3 separate regions of the Mus musculus genome follow, and all the other regions are linked to region 3. The links are chromatin contacts, called in public Hi-C and targeted proximity ligation maps. All regions are on one chromosome and are shown on one strand. The core of a region is the stretch at or near the end of the contact, and the rest is flanking DNA. Distances in the headings are between cores, read along the strand shown.

Region 1 (4,412 bases), core at 1,649-4,148, 560 kb after region 3:
AAGAGGGCATCGGATCCCATTGCAGATGGATGTGAGACACCATGTGGTTGCTGGGAATTGAACTCAGGACCTCTAGAAGAGCAGTCAGTGCTCTTAACCACTAAGCCATCTCTCTAGCCCCTCTTTGTTTCTTTTCTAAGAATGCCAGTGGTATTGAGTTTAGAGTCAATTTAACACTGTTTTTTTTTTCTTTTTTTGATTTAAGAAAAATCTGGCAGTTTCTCTCTTTAATTACATTATCTGTTGAAGGATAAGCAGACTTTTGAATAAGAAATAACTTTACATTTCAAAACTGCTAGGCTATGTAATCCTCCTAAGGACATTTTAAAAGATTAAGAATTCAAATATGTAAGTTGAATTTTAACTTACAATGGCAGTAATTAAACTGAGGTGAGAGTTTGGAAGAGCAGGTATAGTCTAACATCGCTGAAACATAATTTCTCTAGTTGGCCAATTGGCCAATAATAATGTTATTGAAACTTTTCTACCTAGAGTCTAGCAAGGTTCTTTCTCATGTAGATTCTAAGATATACCCTAATTTCATAAATGTTAATGTAGAAGAAAGAGGATTAAAGAGGGAAGTGCAGAGATTAAAATGGTCAGATTTTAAGTTAATATGTATAGTCTTCAGTTTAGTCCAGTGTGTGTGTGTGTGTGTGTGTGTGTTTATCTATCTGTCTGAAGCACACACTGCTGAAAATGGAAACATTTCTGCTTCTGGAGAAGAGGGCAGAATGGTTTATAGTGAGAAGAAAATTACCAGCAACTCTTTCAATCTTGCTACGTACGAGACAGTGCGTGAATCATTACACTGCCCGGAAATAATAAAAGAACCTTAAAGGGTCTCTGTTCTAGCAAGGCCATGGTACTCTAAAATATCTGGGAAATGACTGAAATATGTGTATAAGTCGGTACAGTAGGGCATTTTTACTGACAGCAGGAGTGAGTGGATAGGAGTTACTGTGTCATATCCTTTTCCTGTTGAAAAAGACCGACTCTGTAAGCAACAAGTAAAATGTTATTTAAAAAAAAAAAAAAAAGCAGATTTTCTCAAGCCAAGACATAATCTAGCAAAGGGAAAAAACCTAAACACCATTAAGTCTAAAATAACATTCTGTCTTAGTTTGCCTGAGACGGTGCTTTAGCCGTTCCAAGTCCTGGATTCTGCAGCATCTAGACCAGAGATGAGCAACAGCATACGCTACTTGGACGTATTTACTAAGTTAAGATCAAAGGCTAGTAGTTATTTACTTGTAACCTAAGTCAAATATTTTCTGGCAAGTGCCCTATCACTGGCAAGTGCCCTTGATTTCTGTTTTCTGTACAAGGATTTAAAGTTCACTGATTTGGGATAAATTTGGATAAATTTGAAGTGGGTTTTTTTCCTAAGAACCTCTTTCTGATGACTGTAAGAATATGGAATTCTTTATGAGGTTTCCCAGAAAAAGCCATTTCCTTCTAGAAACTACAAGCCAATGAACATTTGTGATCCTTGCTCTGAAAGCTCTGCACTCTGTGCTTGTCACTTCCAGTCATTTCTGCAATCGGTCATCCTGTCAGGGATCATGTGAGAGAAGGTGGGACCAGAGGGTCACCAAGACGTGTGTCTACCGTGCAGCCAGATGTAGTGGTACAAGCCTGTAACCTGGACCTGGAAAGGTAGAGGTAGAAAGAGCAGGGGTTCAAGGCCAGCTTCACTTACATAGAGAATTTGAAACCAACCTGGACTCCATGAGACTCTCAAAAAACAACCAACCAAAACCCAAAAACAAATAAACAAAAAGCCACCAAAGGCTTGCACTTCCCAATAAAATAGCAACTAAGCTCACTTTCCTATTTAAATTTACATTTGAGTTAAGTGGCTTTACATTTGAGTTAAGTGGCTTTAACTTAGCTACATGTCAATGGTGCAGGCTCATGGCAGTCATTATCACCACATAGGAGGATTTCCACTCACAGAAAGTTCTGCTGGAAAACACTGATAGACCAACAACATTAAAACAAAATAAGAGAAAACAACAACAAAAAGATAAAACCAAAAGTAACCCTTTTCCTGAAATTATGAGCATTTCAAAGCCTTTAGTTATTATATCTTCTCTAGTTGAAAAAATTACTAGTGATCTGAAAGAAAAAAAAAGTTTGTACATACATATAACCCCCACTTCATTGTTTACTTGAATGGTCAAAAAAATAGGTTTGCAGAGCCAAAATGTGAGAGCCAGTCAACGGACCCATCCTGAGGTGCGTTCTGCTCTCATTCCCTCCCTGGCACCCTGGCATCACTGGCTGCTGCTGATGGACACTTTCCACGCTGATATTTGAATCCTATGACACATACTCTTCCCCCCCCCCAATGAAGCCCTGTTGTGCTTTACAGTCACCAGAAATCATTAGCTAAGATCTAGGTGACAACACAGAGTATAAAATGACAGCAGGTGTCTCATTAATTGAAGTTGTCTGTTTTCTCCTCTTATACCCTGGCACTGATTCAGGCCTAATGTGATTAAATGATCATCCTTAAATAAGTGAGCTTCAAAGCAATTATTTAACCTTTCTACTAACGAATAACATCCTGGAAAGTATTCCAGCCACAAGCACTCATCTCAATTAAATGTCACTAGTAATGGCATATGCATAAACTCGGCCCGTGTTGAGACCCCTTCCTGGTCTCTGGATAATGCCAGTGTTTTTTTTTTTTTTTTTTTCTTAGAAATACCCAAAGCCCCAACTTCTTCCATCTTAGAGCACTTTCTTCTTCTTTTGGAATGGAATCCTACACGGTGAGGTCTGTGTGCCTGGCTTCTTTACTTCATTCTGTCTTTGCCAGAACCACACACAGTTGGTGTTTGGTTTCAGATAAGGAACTGCTGTGCATATCTTACATACCAAAGCAGACCTGGCCTCCAGGCTCTCCCAGCATCCCTCAGGCCCCACCTGGCATACCCTGTCCTCAACCCTAAATGTTCTGCACCATCTGATACATTATTTCTTTGCTGGTGAAATGAACCAGTTCAAACCAGATTAGATTAGATTAAATGCAGGTTTTTGGAGAAGCAGCTCTCGGGCAAGTCGAGGCCAGGGGAGTGCCACGAGAAGGGAAAGAGGTAGGGGTGGGTAGGAAAGAAAGAGCTAGCACAGAGAGAGAAGAGAAGGAGAAGTCGGGGTGGGGGGATGGGGGAGACCAAATGTCTGGATTATATAAGAAATAGCCCCAGGGGAAGGGCAGCCCAGCGCCTGGGTTGGAAAGTTCAGGGTTGGGGGCAGGGCAAGCAGTTAGCTTTCTTCGTTTGTTTTAGTGTCCAATACTGCTTACAAGGATATACCACAGCATATCCACCCCACTGTCCATGAACATCTCGGGTGCTGTGTTGTTATGGGCGCTTTTGTACATAAAAACTTTATGGGACCCTTCATTCCAGTATTGTTGGCCATATGTCTTAAATTCATCTATCTTCATTAAAATTAAGGTAACGATACATGTGGAAAATGATGTATAAGGTTTGGGGTTTGTGTCTTTGTTTTGTATACAGATATAGTAACCTTTTTAGGATTTATTTGGTTCAGACTGCAATCTCTCTCTCTCTCTCTCTCTCTCTCTCTCTCTCTCTCTCTCTCTCTCTCTCTCTCTCCCTCTCTCTCACACACACACACACTTTTTTGTGTGTGAATATATCCAAAGGTAATGCCAGTTATTGCAGTTACTGGAGGAGAATTGACTTGCATTCCCCATGTGTGTTCAGACCCTCACTTTGTGGGTCCGCCTCGGAAAACAGGACCTCAGGATGGAATTCAGAGGGGTGTTATGCTCTTTGCAGTGAAGAAACAGGGGAGGGGAAGGTAGGAGGGGAAAAGGAAAAAGGAGAGGAGGAAGAAGAGGAGGAGGGGGAGTTGGGAAGAGGGAAGGAGGAGGAAGAGGAGGTGGAGAAAGGAGGAGTGGGTGGGAGGAAAGGAGCTTTAAAGATCAAGATCACTTAGTGGCCTTTTGTTCTCACAGTGAGCGTATTTACCATAACAGTTTGTCAGCCTTTAGAAAATGAGGTGTGCATTGATTTGGGGATTTCTCAAACCTTCCCTGGTAAATAGTCATTAGCAAATTTAAAGGGCAGCACGTGTGTGCAAGTAGCCTCATAAGCAGGTCTTTGGGGCTCCCTGCAAACCCAAAAGAAGCCACTGTGGAGGAGTATCTGGGCGGCTTCCAGTCCAAACAAGCAGACTGTGTCATTCTTACCTTCTATCCGAGCAAACAGAATCCAATTGGGACATCCTAATGTGAGCGTGGCTGTGATTAGTGTTTCCAACCAATAAACAGACTTAGCCATCCTATGTTTAATCTGCATCTCTGGGAATGAGGTTCAGGAATTCTTGTTCTTTAGGAACCCACAGTGAATTCTGATAGGCGGACCATTAGAGCT
Region 2 (4,596 bases), core at 115-2,614, 600 kb after region 3:
GTATAGTGGTCTATCAAACTGTGGAAGGCCATTCAAGATCATTAAGACATGTATTAACTATGGATTTGTTTTATCCCCAGATGGAAAAAGTGCTAAATAACTGATCATTTCTTTCTTTTTGAACATGTTATCTTAGGGTTTTACTGCTGTCAACAGACACCATAACCATGGCAACTCCTATAAGGACACCATTTAATTGAGGCAGGCTTATGGGTTCAGAGGTTTAGTCCATTATCATCAAGGTGGAACATGGCAGCATTCAGTCAGGCATGGTGCAGGAGCTGAGAGTTCTTCATCTTCATCTGTAGACTTCTAAGAGAAGACTGGCTTCCAGGACAAGAGTCTTAAAGCCCACACCCACAGTGACACACTTTATCCAACAAGGCCACATCTCCTAATGGTGCCATGATGCCCTGGGCCAAGTATACACCAACCATCACACATGTACTAAGCAAAATACCATCATTAATACCTCACATTATTAAAATAAAAGAACTTAAAAAAATTGAGTTCGAGCCAGGTATGCTCATGTCTGTAGTAGCAGGTCGAGGCAGGAGGATTGACTTGTAGGCTAGTTTAGGCTACAAAATGAGATCTGTCCCCACCTTCCAAAAGTGAATAAAATTGGAAACTGTTATAAGTTGAAGTTTAATAAGTAAAAATATGTCTCAAAACTATTCTTGGTTTGAGAAAAGTAGAGTGATTACTAGACTGCTCAAATAAAACCTTCATTATATTTGTATTAACATAAACTTTGTCATGTTTATGAAACTGCCTATTTGCCTTATTAAAAAAATTTTAATTTTCCTTCCTTCCCTCTCTCCCTCCTTCCATCCTTCTCTCTGTCCCTCCCTCCCTCCTTCCCTTTCTTCTTTCCCTCCTTTCTTTTTTGTTTTTTCTTTGTTGTTGTTTTTGAGACAGGATTTCACTACATCACCCAGGATAGCCTGCAATTCAAGGAAATCTCAATTGTCTGCTTTCTGAGTGCTGGGCTTAAAAGCATATGCTAACTATGATTAGCATAACTTTTACAAACTTTTCTATATTTATACACATTCCAGTTCAAGGCTTGCCCTTGTTCAGAGCTTGGCTAAGATTGGATGATAAAAGTTCCAGGGAATAGTAGTTGTCATTCACCCGTTCTGCTTGGCTTTCTTAGCTGAGTGGAAAGATGGGTGTGTCTTTCATTTATGGAACACTTTCCCCAAATAATGAAAGAGCCAAGTTTGAGGAAAACGGAAAATAAAGAGTCCTGAGTAATCTGTTATATAACCCAGCTGTGGAAAAACAGAAGCCAGAGTTTCCCAAGTAACTTCAAGTCCCTGTAAAAGTCGCTGGACTTTATCTCTTGGACTAGCTTTAGGTCAACAGCCACATCCTTGCCTCCGGAGATACAGTCACTGTGTTTTTCACAGACCCCTTGCACTGCACATGCGTTGTCTCCTCCACTTTCCACATCTTCTACCCGGTATTGAGTTGATATGCTGGTGAGCACACACTGGCACTCCATCCGTGATCACGCGATCATCCCACTTCGACATCGTAGTTCATTTCTTGGCACACATTCTGTAAGTTGGGATACTAGAATTCCCTGCCCCCAACACCCGCCCTCCCCATTTTTGGAGGAGTTCATTAAAATTTTGGTGTAAATGCAAACTAAGTCCAGGAAGGGAGTTTTCAATTGTGATAAAATTAGAACTGATGCTCCCTAATATTGAATATATAAATCTGTAAGTCAAAAGAACAACCTAGTTTTGGAACTAGAGATTAGAGATTCCGGAGCTGTCTGGTGTCTAGGGCAGCCTCCCTAAGGGTATGCCCCCAGGCAAAGACACAGACCTCTAAGCTGAGAGCAACAGGAAGTTCAGGTCCTGAGCCTCAAGCTCTGCCTTGCTTTGTGCTGCCTCCTGACTTTGGCTGTTTCATATGTTACAAAGGCTCTGGCCTTCAAAAGTAATGAAATGCAAACATGAATGACAATTGGAAAATTTATTTTTACTGATGATTGAGAAGAAAAGGACTGCAAATAACACATTTAAGGCTTTGACCTTGCTGTGAGTTATTCATGCAAAGAGGGGTGGGAGGAAAACAGCCTGTTGGCACAGCGAGGAAGAATGAGATTCGGAATTCACATGGTTTGTCTAAAGCAGCCATGTATGCCCAGTGATAGGCTGGAATAGTGGCTTTTGTGGGACAGTTTTATTTTTAACAAATGACTGCCCCACAATAATTCTAAAAATAGTATAACCTATTACATATATGCAGATATATTGGGCATAAAATTGTTAATGTTATTTAAATTTTGGTCACAATCTATGTGATCTACATTTTGCACACAAACTAAATCAAACCTTCTTGTCCTGTTGGCTTATAAATTACATTCTTCCAGGAGAAAATTAAACTTCACTACTCAAATTTAAATGGAGAAGTAGATATAGATTAAAAACACACATACACACACACACACCCATAAATCTATATCACCTTAAAAAATTTCTGTCAGTCTTTTTTGTTTTTTTTTTTTTTTTTTTTTTTCTGAGACAGAGTTTCTCTTTATAGCCCGATTGTTCTAGAACTCACTCTGTAGATTCTTTAATTCAGGCTGGCTTTGAATTTAGAGATCTGCCTGTCTCTGCCTCCCAAGTGATGGGATTAAAGGCGTGGGCTGTCAGAGTCTTAAATCAAGTACTAATAATTGTTCATTAAATTAGTTTGGGAAGAATTTTTGCCAAAATAGTAAGATTAGTAGAAAAAGTCTATTCTGAATTTGGGTCTATAACTTTCTTTTGCTGAGATTTGTGTGGTGTGTGTGTGTGTGTGTGTGTGTGTGTGTGTGTGTGTGTGTGTGTGAAGTTGAAGAAGCAGGCATAGCAAGGGTCACATAATATCTGAATCATTAGCTGCTAAAACTATCAATTCAAAGCAAACTTTGGAATGCTGAGGGGAGCCTTAGAGACATTGTTGCGTGGTAAGAACTTTCTGTTGAGGAGACAAGTATCCACTTTTCTGCAGGATTCTTCTTGATGTCACTAATAGACTATAATCTGAGATTTCCCATTGTCTAGCACTTTGTTGATTCTTTAAGAAACAGATGAAAGGCTGGTGAATGATTGGTGATTATTTTGTATCCCTCAAGTGTATTTCTTATTTGAGGTCTAAGCATCAAAGAGTCTGTCTTTGCTGAGAATGGTTTGATAAAAGAATAAACTCCATCAACAGGCTTAGTAGGGGCTTTGGACTTACAAGAATAAGCCGTTGTAAGCAAATCAATACTGAGCTTAGCTACAGGATGTGTTTGTTGGTATAGCAGGTGAGCTGCCAATGGCCAGGATGCTGCTTATTTTGATCCTGCAGCTACCAAAATTTATATTCGGAACACCTCTGACCTTTAGTAATTAAACATGATTTTCCTTCTCCGTGTCCCTAAAGTTTAGTTTCTTGTACTCATGATAGTTTGGGCATTTCTAAGATAAAAAATATTAAGTTTTGATATTTTCAAAAGGACAAAAACATGTTATACTCCAGCTATTAAACAGTTTTATTTACTATATTTAGTTCCAGGAATTCTAATGAACAGGGCTTTCTATAAAACAGATTCCCATGACCAGCTTAAAAACATTTTTTGTGATTATTGTTAATATTTTCTTTTTATCATTCAAAGTCTCGCCCCCAGCATTTAAAGTCACAATTGTTTGCTTCTGGTAGATAACAGCACCTAATTTGTAAGTTGTCAGAGTTGACATAATTTCATCTCCTGTCTTACAACTCTTAGATGAGATCAGGGATGCATTTAAAATGTTTAAATGTGCTGGGTGGTCATATCATTTCTCTTCTTTCACTACCTATTTAAAACATAATTAGAACTTGAAGTGCATTACCAGGACAATGCTCACCTCATTGTCCCCTGAAAACACTTACCATGTCTTCTTTTCAACTATGATTGAATGGCAAGGGGCTTAATTTAATGTTATTTTAGTTTAATTTAGTTTAGTTGTATTCCTGATGGCACTCAGAGTCTTACTGAATGCCTGTCTCTCAGCCTCAGATGAGTGTTAGAGGATGCTATTATAAATCTTTAGAGAGATTGCCCTACACAAAGAAAGGACAATAAGAAATTTGGTTTCTTCTTCCTTGAAGGGTGGCGTTGACAAAATGAATCACCCTGAGGAGGCACCACTAGGCATGACTTCAAATAGCCCAAAGGTGTGGGAACACTAACTTCTTGGAAAGAATGAGTCTGAGGCAGCCTCTGTAGTTTCTCTTTTCTCCAGTGGTTTGGTGGTAACTGAAAGGAAGGGAAGAATTCAGTCTTATCTGAAAACAGAGCATTTGTTCCATTTTGTCGTGTTGGTAGGCAGAAGCCACAGAAACACTCAAGCCTGCTCCAGAGAACAAGGCTGCTCTAGGGAAGGATTCAATAGCAAAGTACCGTGATCCTTTGCTTTTGTAAGGGAATTTCTGGAGATGAACTCTGAAAGCTGGAGCTTCTGAGGAGGCTGAAAGAGCAGGCGGTTGGGTTGTTCATGCTGGAATTACAAAGACAGAAGAGGATTCAAATGCCTTCCAGCCAAAGCAACATCCGGGACGGGGAAAGCA
Region 3 (4,226 bases), core at 1,277-3,776:
TTGCTGTTCTATTCAGGAATTTTTCCCCTGTGCCCATCTCTTCGAGGCTTCTCCCCACTTTCTCCTCTATGTTTCACTGTCTCTGGTTTTATGTGGAGTTCCTTGATCTACTTAGATTTGACCTTAGTACAAGAAGATAGGAATGAGATCCCCGATTCTTAAGGGTGAATCCACCATGGAGAACCTTTAGAATTTTGAGAATGAGACTGTAACTTGTATTTATGCTAAAGCTTGTGTGTGGGTCCCTCACTTAAGTACAGTTTAGTACTGAAAAACCTCCGTTTTGATAACAGTGCTGAATATGTATGGCTGGAGTGCTGTTGGAAACATAGTTTTGTGAGGTGGAGAATCACTTTATTCGTTTTCTTCTTCCCCCCTTCTCTTCCTTGTAGACAAGCTCTATACAAGCAATATATTTTGTATCTTCTGCTGGGAGACATTAATTAAGAGAGACTAAAAACAAAGTATCTGTTGCTTGTGATGCATGTTTATATGTAAACTCCTGGGTTTGTAGACCCCAAGAATAAAGCCGTAAGAAAAAATAGCATTAAGCATTTTCCCAGAGAAGTTGAGAATTCCCACAGGTTAACTGAAGTTCTGGATCTTTGCCTGAGAGGAGGAAACTGTCCCAGAGGGAAGATGCTGCAGGATGCAATTAGTCACACAATGTTGCAGACTTCTGCTCAAGATGACTTTTAAGAGAAATAACAGTTAATTCAGAACTATTATTTAACTGCTATCTTTTGAAAATATTTCCTGTCCTGTGGACTTTTTACATTGTACTCTGAAGCGAATTCAAAGCTTCTGGTTGTAAGGAATACACATGGCTCCATCTGTAGAGAGAACTACATCATAGTCTTTGTGGAAGAAGTTTTGTTAATGTGCTAGTGGCTAGTAGGCTTTCTCTTTCCAGCTTTCTTAGCTCAGATAGAAAATGTTGGCCATTTGAGGAAATAAATAGGCAACGTTTTTGTTGTTGTTGTTGTTGTTTAAGAGAGATTTGTGTCCTTGGCTAATTTGAGATTTCAGGCAGAAGTTTTGTATTGCAACTTAGTTTTAATGAATTTTCTATCTGTTTCGTTTAAGTGTTAAAGGGTGGGTAGATAGAATATGAGAATTATAACACGGAGTGTGAAAGAATAGCAAGTTTAAAGGTTCCCTTTCTTTCTTTCTTTCTTTTTAAGCTATAAGTTTGGACAAGCTGGTGAAGGTTTAGTTAACTATTAGGCACTTATGTAAGCATTAGGTAAATATTTTGGGTATTCTAAATAAGTGTTCCCAAGATGAGAGACCAATTCTTGGACTGAAAGAATGCCGCCTTCTTGCTAGCAGTTTAGCCCACACTGAGCAGTTGGTTCTGGCTGGTGAAGTGGTTGGGTTGAGAGCTAGTGTAGTGGGTGGGACAGTGCAATTACAGCTCCTGTAGTTTTCCCATCCTTTGTTGATCTTACCTCTTCCCCAAAGTTGGCAAAATTTTCTCATTAACTCCTGGGCTGTTAGGAAAGTAACGTTGAAAAGGTATGGTTCCCTTTCTGAAAGAATGTTTTGGAACTCCGCTGTGTTTTTTAAGCCCCCACCCACTTCACCAAATCCAGCAAATGGAAGAAGCCAGGCCTCTAGGGAACCATTCCGCAATTGATACTAGCACAAATGGGAGGGACCAGGGAGCTGCTGAGAGGCCTGCTCCGGCCCAAAATCCTTTGGGGTTTTGGCTTTTGCCCCTAGACGAATTCATTGATCTAAGTTTGGCAGGCAAGAATAGGGAAAATTAGGAGTGTGGAAAGGCTTGGGGGCGGAGGTCAGATACCCATCCTAACCTTCCTCAAAGGCACCTGGACGCCCGTGGAAATCCCTCCCAGGCACTGTAAGCTCTCACCTTTGGAGAGGCAAGTTTCTTTGCAAACCCTAGACACCTGTGTGAGGCGCTCCCCGTGGGAAAGGTGCTGTGGAGGACGCAAGCGCTCAGCCACACTGTTTTCCTCTGTGAGGCTGCGGTCACAATCCCTCCAGAAGTCAAAGCTGTTAGCACGCACAGTCTGCTCTGTCTCCCTTGGTCGCCAGGAACCTAGCCCCACATTCTGTAGCCCGGAGCCCGCTGACGCCTCCAGTTTGCTCCTGGTCCTCTCCCTCCCACCTCTCCACCTCCGAAGTAGCGCTCCAGCCTCGCTCCGCCCGCACAGCCCCAGCGCCCCCGAGCTTTATCAGGCTCCCCACACACATCGCTGGCTTCCTTTGGCACCCGGCGTTGGTGACCCGAGCCGAGCAGCCACCGCCTCCGAGCCCAGTCTCCCTCCTCCCGCCCGTGGGTCACTGCGCCTCCGGGCTTTGCTCCCCAAAGCGCCGCGGCTCCCACCGCCTTTCAGGTTCATCCTGGGCTGGACCTGTTTTGCTCATCCCTAAACCCGGAGAAGTGGAATCTGCACACTGAAACTCTCTGTGGCTGGAGCGGCGGACTGGGCATGCTCAGAAGCCAGGCTTGGCTTTGGTCTCAAGTCGAGGGAAGCTTTTGCACTCGCGAGGCAGCGGCGACTTTAGGGAAAGTTGATCCGAGAGGGGAGGAAGCCCCAAGACGCGGAGCAGCGGCAGGCAGGAGCCCCCGGCAGCCCGGAGGAGCATGGGCACCCTGCGGGATTTACAGTATGCGCTCCAGGAGAAGATCGAGGAGCTGAGGCAGCGGGATGCTCTCATCGATGAGCTGGAGCTGGAGTTGGATCAGAAGGACGAACTGATCCAGAAGCTGCAGAACGAACTGGACAAGTATCGCTCGGTGATCCGGCCGGCCACCCAGCAGGCGCAGAAGCAGAGCGCCAGCACCTTGCAGGGTGAACCGCGCACCAAGCGCCAGGCGATCTCCGCGGAGCCCACCGCCTTCGACATCCAGGATCTCAGCCACGTGACCCTGCCCTTCTACCCCAAGAGCCCACAGTAAGCAGGGTTACGCGCCCGGGTCCATGTGGCGCCCAGGCGGTGGGAAGCTGCGGGTCTCTGTATTGTCTGTCGGCCCCTGCCCCTCCCGCTTGCCATGTCTGTCCTCATCCTCAGAAATGTCTCATTTTCACGGCACTTCTTGAGGGGCTGTGCACGTTTCTCAGGGCCAGACTCCCTGCACATCCGTTGCCTTCGTGTCTTTGTCAGATGCCAAGGTATTTTTAAAATATACATACATATACGTTCATATATGCCACCTACTGTACATAGTTTGGACGCGCCCCAGGTGTGTGTCTGACCGTGTGTGTGAGTGGCTGTTGAACGGAGGAACCAGAATCCCCTTCTTCCCCAAAGCCCCAGCCAACCTGGCCAGCCGGAAAATCCTAACTGCAGGCTCATCAGACTGAAATGAAATGCGTTGATATTACCCTGACTTTCCAAGCTCTTGTGGCTCTCCTGGATTTTTCTACATGCCGCCGGCGCTTCATGCTGGTACCGTTCAAACCTGAGGTTCTGTCACCATCAAAGTGTAAAAGAATAAGAAAATATACATATAAAACAGAAGAATTTTTAAAATTTTCCTGAGTTGGATGACATTTACAATCCATAAATGGAAACCTAGTCTGTTGATTTTTTTTTTAAAAAACAATGTTTTCATAATATCCAAGAGAGAATATTACTTGTTTTTCCTAAAAGAATTTTCACATGGTTCCCAATGAACACTTTCATTTCCCCCCAGAGGGTTAATGTGTTTTCAGGGACAGTGTAGTCAAGCACATGCTATTTCCAGTGGGGACCAAGCTGTGTCTCACATTCAGGTCTCAAGCCACTGTGCTGCTAGCAGTTCTTGTGTGTTAGAGAGCAGTGTAGTTTTAGTGTCAGTAGGATTCATAACTTGGATGGGGACCCTGAATGAAACTTGTTACACAACACTCGAGCCCAGAGTCCATATGGAGAGTGAACAGCAGGGATGGGACAGCAACAGAACCAGAACACCATCTGAATGGCATTTTAATTAATAGTAATGACATAATTGGTAAAGCAGAGGATTCTGTTGTCCTGCTCTTAACTACATAACACGGCTGGATGACACATGTTACATAATAACAGAAGGTCCCTGGGAACCCTTTACTTCATAAACACAGGGGATTCATAAGAAGAGAAAGTAAATGCTTGGTTATTGCCATTTGTATTTCTTGGATGGAAGGGCTCAGAAGTACACATTACATACACTTTTGAGAACTTAAAAGTCAAATCTATACATGCTGGCCCTCCCTACCCCATGAGTCATTTACGGG

What was found. A called contact is a pair of places that touch in the nucleus more often than the background predicts.
Region 1: a targeted proximity ligation map of embryonic stem cells shows a contact between it and region 3, with 3 times the contacts expected there. A contact is called at or near these places in 4 of 484 Hi-C or Micro-C datasets (cortical neurons, lens fibers and uterus) and 8 of 130 datasets of targeted methods (the NIH/3T3 cell line, SST interneurons, embryonic forebrain and 5 more).
Region 2: a contact with region 3 is called in a Hi-C map of uterus, with 2.1 times the contacts expected there. A contact is called at or near these places in 8 of 39 promoter capture datasets (the 3T3-L1 cell line, 3T3-L1-derived adipocytes, cranial neural crest and 4 more), 6 of 484 Hi-C or Micro-C datasets (3T3-L1-derived adipocytes, the HPC-7 cell line, cerebral cortex and 3 more), 8 of 130 datasets of targeted methods (astrocytes, craniofacial prominence, embryonic basal ganglia and 5 more) and 1 of 9 other capture datasets (embryonic stem cells).

The regions. Positions count from the first base shown.
Region 1 is chr19:31,105,842-31,110,253 of GRCm38.p6, reverse strand. All of the region lies in intron 3 of Prkg1 (protein kinase, cGMP-dependent, type I), which reads left to right. It also overlaps the pseudogene Gm50266. Among named protein-coding and RNA genes, the nearest start is that of Gm41834, 21 kb to the left of the region's middle.
Region 2 is chr19:31,062,184-31,066,779 of GRCm38.p6, reverse strand. All of the region lies in intron 3 of Prkg1 (protein kinase, cGMP-dependent, type I), which reads left to right. Among named protein-coding and RNA genes, the nearest start is that of Cstf2t, 18 kb to the left of the region's middle.
Region 3 is chr19:31,662,670-31,666,895 of GRCm38.p6, reverse strand. Prkg1 (protein kinase, cGMP-dependent, type I) reads left to right here and starts at 2,526. Exons shown (of 18, transcript NM_011160.3): 1 at 2,526-2,925. The coding sequence starts at 2,615.